Linked DNA regions of Mus musculus: region 1 is linked to region 2. The links are chromatin contacts, called in public promoter capture Hi-C maps. All regions are on one chromosome and are shown on one strand. The core of a region is the stretch at or near the end of the contact, and the rest is flanking DNA. Distances in the headings are between cores, read along the strand shown.

What was found. Promoter capture Hi-C pulls out the DNA fragments that hold promoters and counts their contacts.
Region 1: a promoter capture Hi-C map of hippocampal neurons shows a contact between it and region 2, with 4 times the contacts expected there. The contact joins the enhancer-like site here to the promoter of Ndufaf5 in region 2. A contact is called at or near these places in 5 of 39 promoter capture datasets (the 3T3-L1 cell line, 3T3-L1-derived adipocytes, hippocampal neurons and 1 more) and 2 of 115 datasets of contacts at active chromatin or transcription factors (astrocytes and embryonic forebrain).

What each region holds. Positions count from the first base shown.
Region 1 is chr2:142,730,412-142,733,206 of GRCm38.p6, reverse strand. The region is part of intron 17 of Kif16b (kinesin family member 16B); the gene reads left to right. Among named protein-coding and RNA genes, the nearest start is that of Kif16b, 170 kb to the left of the region's middle. Within about 2 kb of position 1,391, at least 83 of the 459 cell types and tissues checked have an H3K27ac peak or open chromatin away from gene starts, as enhancers often do. A contact at or near this core is called in astrocytes, where this site is marked.
Region 2 is chr2:140,169,223-140,171,940 of GRCm38.p6, reverse strand. It overlaps Ndufaf5 (NADH:ubiquinone oxidoreductase complex assembly factor 5), which reads right to left and starts at 1,295. Exons shown (of 11, transcript NM_027093.4): 1 at 1,008-1,295. The coding sequence starts at 1,229. Esf1 (ESF1 nucleolar pre-rRNA processing protein homolog) reads left to right here and starts at 1,383. Exons shown (of 14, transcript NM_001081090.1): 1 at 1,383-1,464.

The DNA.
Region 1 (2,795 bases), core at 142-2,641, 2.6 Mb before region 2:
GAAGATGGTTGTAAAGTCTGACCACAATCACAGAACAATAGCATTGTCTTACACAAACCATCCTAGGATTACCCTGGAATGACTCTGTAGTTCCTGCCTCCTCAAAGGAAGAGGGAAGGACTGAGGATACTCTGCGTTATGTTCCCTGCGCCCTTCTTGGGAATGTCTTCTTCCTAGCCTTGGTCCTGGTCCGTTTGGCTTCCACAAAGTGACCTCCAAGCACTATCAGTGTCATTGACACTGTTCTCCAATGTGATCTCTCCCTTTCCAGCCTGAACTTCATCCTTGGCTAATGTATAAATTTCCCCCCACACCTACACAAGCTTCTGCGAAGCCCTCTGTCCACTTCCTCTGCTTAGTTCTCTTCTAAGCTTAGTCCAGGAATTACATTCTCAGGAGGCTTCTCTCCATCTCCAGTTTGAGTTGATTTGTTGCTTTTTTTCCTTGGGCAGACATTCTGTGTATGTCTTCTCTTTCCAATGTAATCTCATGCCCGGGCATTTTCCTGATGTGGGCTTCTTGAAAGCAAGAGCCCTCCATTCCTTACTCAGTTTCAAGTCTTGCACATAGGAAGTAACTCTGCAGATCTACAGATCTGGGGCTGCAGCCAGGCTCTGGATGAGTCAGTCTATCAGCAGGCCCGAGAAGCCTGTGCTGGGCATGACCCATGGCTACTGTACTCCTGCTTGTCTCCTTCGCTCCTAGTGAGTGCTTCCTTCTCGGCTGGTGTCTAAGGATCACAGACCAATGTATCTCTTGTCTAGAAGATTGCAGTAATAAGACTGAGTTTTATAGTAGTTAAAAAAATTTCTGCTTAGTACTTTTCCCAGAGCCAATCTATCTTAACAGTTGTGGCTGTTTTGCTAATCATCATATCTGGTGAGACTCAACGTGTCTTCAAAGCAGCAGGTTCTCCCTCCCTCCCTCCCATTCTTTCCTCTTTTTCTCTTTCTTTTTGTTCAGCAGGCAACCTACTAATCTTTCAAGTACCCTATATCTAAAAACAAATAGCAACTACAGAACCGTACTCTGAATTTAGTGGGCTCTTGATATTTTTAAACATCAAGTCTTTATATCATGAACGGCCTCCTTTGTCTGGCTGGGCACATCAAGTTGGACACATTTTCTATTCCAGTTTTGGAACCTGCTGCTGGCCTGCATCTCGAGCTTCTCTGGAAACTGGTTTGTACACACATTGCTTCTTAATGCCAGAGACTTTTTGGATGGGGCAAAGCAGCCTGGTGGCTTCCTTGGGGAGTTAGCTCTACTTTGGAGAACTGCCCAGCTAGGGTCTTTGCCAGCAGATAATTTCCCTGCAGGGGAACATTCCCTCTCACTGGCACAGTGTCTTTAAGAAGAAAGCAAGCTGACTGCTCAGCCTCCTCCACCTCACTGGAGACTGAAAACAGGCAGCTAGTTTGGCAGGAGGCGGAAACATTCACAGCTTCGTGAAAGTGCTTGAAGCAAAATTAGATACCTTCCAAGTTCATTTCAGTATTGAAAATAAAAGAAAATTTTGCTGGCACATTAGCCTCCTCTAAGTACTGCACAGTGGCGAGCCCATTTAAATGTATAAATTTGAATAATTAAATTCTAAAAAGAAGCAACTCCGTTTCAATCCAAGCTAGACCTACAAATGTCAGAAGCCAGCGTCAGGGCTGGGTTTGGTAAGCCACCTCAGGATTTTCACTAAGGCCATAGCACCCCTTGGTGACTATGGAAGGCCCCTGACTCTGTGATGACCTGAAGCTATCCATCATCTGGGGAAGAAGATAGAAGAAAGGTGGTCAACTTTATCACTGAGGTTCAAATCACAAACAGGTAGAAAAATTGCTGCAGAGCTGGCATGTGGCCATGTCCTCTGCCTTGCTCGAGTTGCTCCCCTATCAGTGAGCCTTTCTCTCCGTCTTCCTCACTGTTTCAGTGTGAAGTTTCCCCACACAGACATATGTCAGGGGAGTTGGTCCCACGCAGTAGCCCTATTCGGGATGCTGTGTAATCTATGCTGTTGGTCTCTAGGAGATGGGGCTTGAGACTCTGGACTGGACCCTTTGCCCTGTTCTACTCCTAAGGTGTAGCCAATAACCTGTCGCTCTTGCTGCCAGAGCCCACAGCTGCTGCCTTCCATCCCCAGCCTTCTGGGCAGTAATGGACCAACCATTTTCCCTCAATATCTTCTTATCAAATGTCTGTCATTTACTATGTTTGCCAAGAAAGGCTCATACTAGATTCATAAGGGTTTTTAAAAATATTTTTCTTTCAAAGCTTTTTTATACTCTTTTAATAACCACGTAATTTTCTATTGTAGATATTCCATGTCTAACTGGACTTATCTTCTATTGATTTATGTTTTATTGTTTAGTTTCTGGCTATCATATGCCATTAGCCTGAAGAAATTTGTGGCTAATTCTGGTGTTCTCCATAGTAACTTCCTTGAGGCAGAAAAATGTAGTGCTGGCATTTCTAGTTCAGAGAGAAGAATTTGAAGGTCCCTGATTGCACATTAATAAATTATTTATTTGATCACCTTCCACTAATACTGTGTAAGTTTCTTTTTCTTGTAAACAATTTTGAGAAATGGTCTTGAGTTCTTGAATATATATCCTTGTGAGTTCAGCTTCTGGGATGCAGTTCCAGGCTGTACTGCCAGTAAGCAGAAGCCAGGGTTCCTGCCTACAACCATGTAGAAACGGGTGCCTTTCCCCAGTGTCTTGGTTGTTACCTAGGACCCAACTGTGTATGACTGTAGCTGAGTTTCTCCGTGAACTGGAACGCTGAAGTGAGGGCAGTTCCCA
Region 2 (2,718 bases), core at 46-2,545:
TTCAAAACAGAAGTGTTTCCTTCTATCCCATTTGCTATTGTCCCACAGCAACTTCCTTTACAAATACTTTATTTTTTTATTATGGAAATAATAAAATACCCTGAAAACAAACGGAAGCAAATTACTTTAGAAGCAAATTTAATGAAATCAAAATTAACGATCTCCTTGGTGTGGCAGTTTATGTCTATAGTCCTTCGATTCAGGAGTAAGCAGGATTACCACAAGTCTGAGGCCAGTCTGGAATACACGGTGACTATGAGTTCCAAACCAGGATATATTAAAAAGACCCTTGTCTCGGAAACTCAAACCCAACATCAACATCGGGAGGCTGAGGCAGGTGGATTTCTATGAATTCGAGGTCAGGCTGGTATATATTACATAATAAATTAAGACAGCCAATGCTTGCAAATTAGTAAACACCAAGTCTGGAAAAGTATAGACGACCATCTCCTAAACACAACATAAAAGAAATCGTATGGTAAGTACCACCCTTCCCCGGACTGGCGTCATCCGGGATGCAGTCAACTATCCACACCTTGTACTCAGTCTCTTACAAGCTTTTCTTGAACAGAATGGAAGGACTTATTGAAGGCCTCTACACGTCCTTTTGGCCTTAGGAGTTTTGCACTTTTCCTTTTCCTAGGAGACTCGTCCCATCTCTCATCTCGGCTCAACTAATCTCTCACTTTTCGCCATAACAGCCATTCTTGACCACCGCAGTCACCAATACCGCTATCTCACTTTTTCTTCACCTTCCTTTTGCTGCAATTACATTCCCTGTCTATGTGTCTCCTACTCACTCCTAAATGATCTTGCTTTTCCCTGGAACTCAAGCAGTGTTTGCAAAGCGAATGAATGATTGCCCCGCATGCTATCGGAGCCTCTCGTGCTTCCCGGAAAATCAGAAAGGCTCTAGAGAGTGAAGCTTCTCAAGGTCACACAGTCGGGTGGGTGGGTCCGCCCTACCCGGCTCCACGCCTCCCTCCGTCGCAGCCCCACAGTCTCACCTCCTCCTTCAGGTAGTCAAATTTCATGGGGTCGGGCTGCCGGGCGGCCCAATTCTTCTGCTTCCTCTTCAATTCCCTGTCGAAGATGTTTAGGGCTCTGGGCGAGGTGCTGCCCGAAGGAGGGACACCAGAAGCGACCTCCCTGCGACTGCCGCTCGATGCAGAGACCGCTGGCCGGCCAAGCAGTGGGCAGAGGCGCAAAAGAACGACCTTTCGCAGCATCTTCAGCCCGGGCGCCACAGCAGGGCATGGTTTCTATTAGGCGCATGCGCCAACGGGACTACGACTAGCGCAGTTCCAAGGCGGAAGGTTGAAGTAGTTTGGCCCAGCTCGCGTGCCGTTAAGACGGAGCGTCTCGCGGAGGATTGTGGGAGTGCGCTCCATGTGAACTCAGACTGGGATCTGAGAAGAGTGGTGGGAAACTGTGCGGTCGCCCGTCGGGCTCTCCTTGGGATTTGTGAGTAGCCCCTATAGTCCGGTCCCTTTCTGGCCTCATTGTTCTCTTCAGAGCTGCTTCTCGAGAGAGACAGAGAACGCAGCCGAGTAACTTGCCCCGAAAGTTTGTGAGGTGGGAAGATGGTTCGGGACGAGCTGACCTGGAGCTCCCAGGCCAGAGGGTGGGTGGACTTGAGGGAGACCGGGAAGCGTTTCAAGTGCTGTCCAGTTGCTTTCGCTCCTCTGAACATCCCATGTTCGCCGTGGGCTTCCATTTCCAACATTCACACGCACTGCAGTTGGTTGAGGTGGTAGCTGTGTCGTACAGCTGTTCCAGGTGTTGTAGTATCTCTCTCTCTCTCTCTCTCTCTATTAGAATGTAAAGGGTTCTGAAGTAAAGCAACACTGTAATTCCAGTATTGAGGCCGAGAGACAGAAGTGATTGCAGTTCAAGGCTAGGCTAGCCTGTTGTGATGGCGTACAGTCTGTCGCAGGAGTGAGGGGCGTAAATACTGTCTTGTTTGGTCAGTCAGCTTTTATTCATACAGAAACTTCTGACTTTTTTGCAAAGTTGAAATCTGGAGAAATCCAACCACCAGGGACGCTTTACAAAGGAACATTAGGCATACAAACTTCTGTGAGCGTTTTTGTGTGTTTATAGCCTATCTAGGCCTTAGTCACTTTGAGAATAAAATGTTATAAAAAAGCGACATTTGGGACTGGATAGATTGCTCAGTGGTTAAGTGCACTGGCTGCTGGTCTTCAGTGGACCTAGGTTAAATTTCCAGCATCCACTTGATGGCTGACTATTGTCCAGTCAGTAAAACCAGTTCCAGGGGCTCAGAAGACCTCTTCAGGCGTCCATGGGCAGGAGGCACAGAAGTGATATGCAGACACACATGAATACTTAACACCCATACACATGGAAAAATTTATTAAGAAGAACGTGACAATTGTTAACTGTAGTTTGAGACTAATTTGGGTCTTGATAGAAACTAGGATTTATAGAAATAACACTAAGGTAAATCTGATTTGATTTTTTTTTAAATGCCCCTCATTAGTTAAGAGACAGCTTTGTAAAACCAAAAGCTTATGCAATTATGAAGTAAACATTAACAAAGAGAATGAAACAAGACTATGAAAACCCAATTAGACCAGCTGAGATTTCAGAATCTTTTGTTTTTGTCTTCCTGTGTCTGTTGCATCTGTAGATGATTACATCAGCCCACATACCCATGCACGTGTGTGCTCATATGTTTGGAAGGGTGCTTGTATA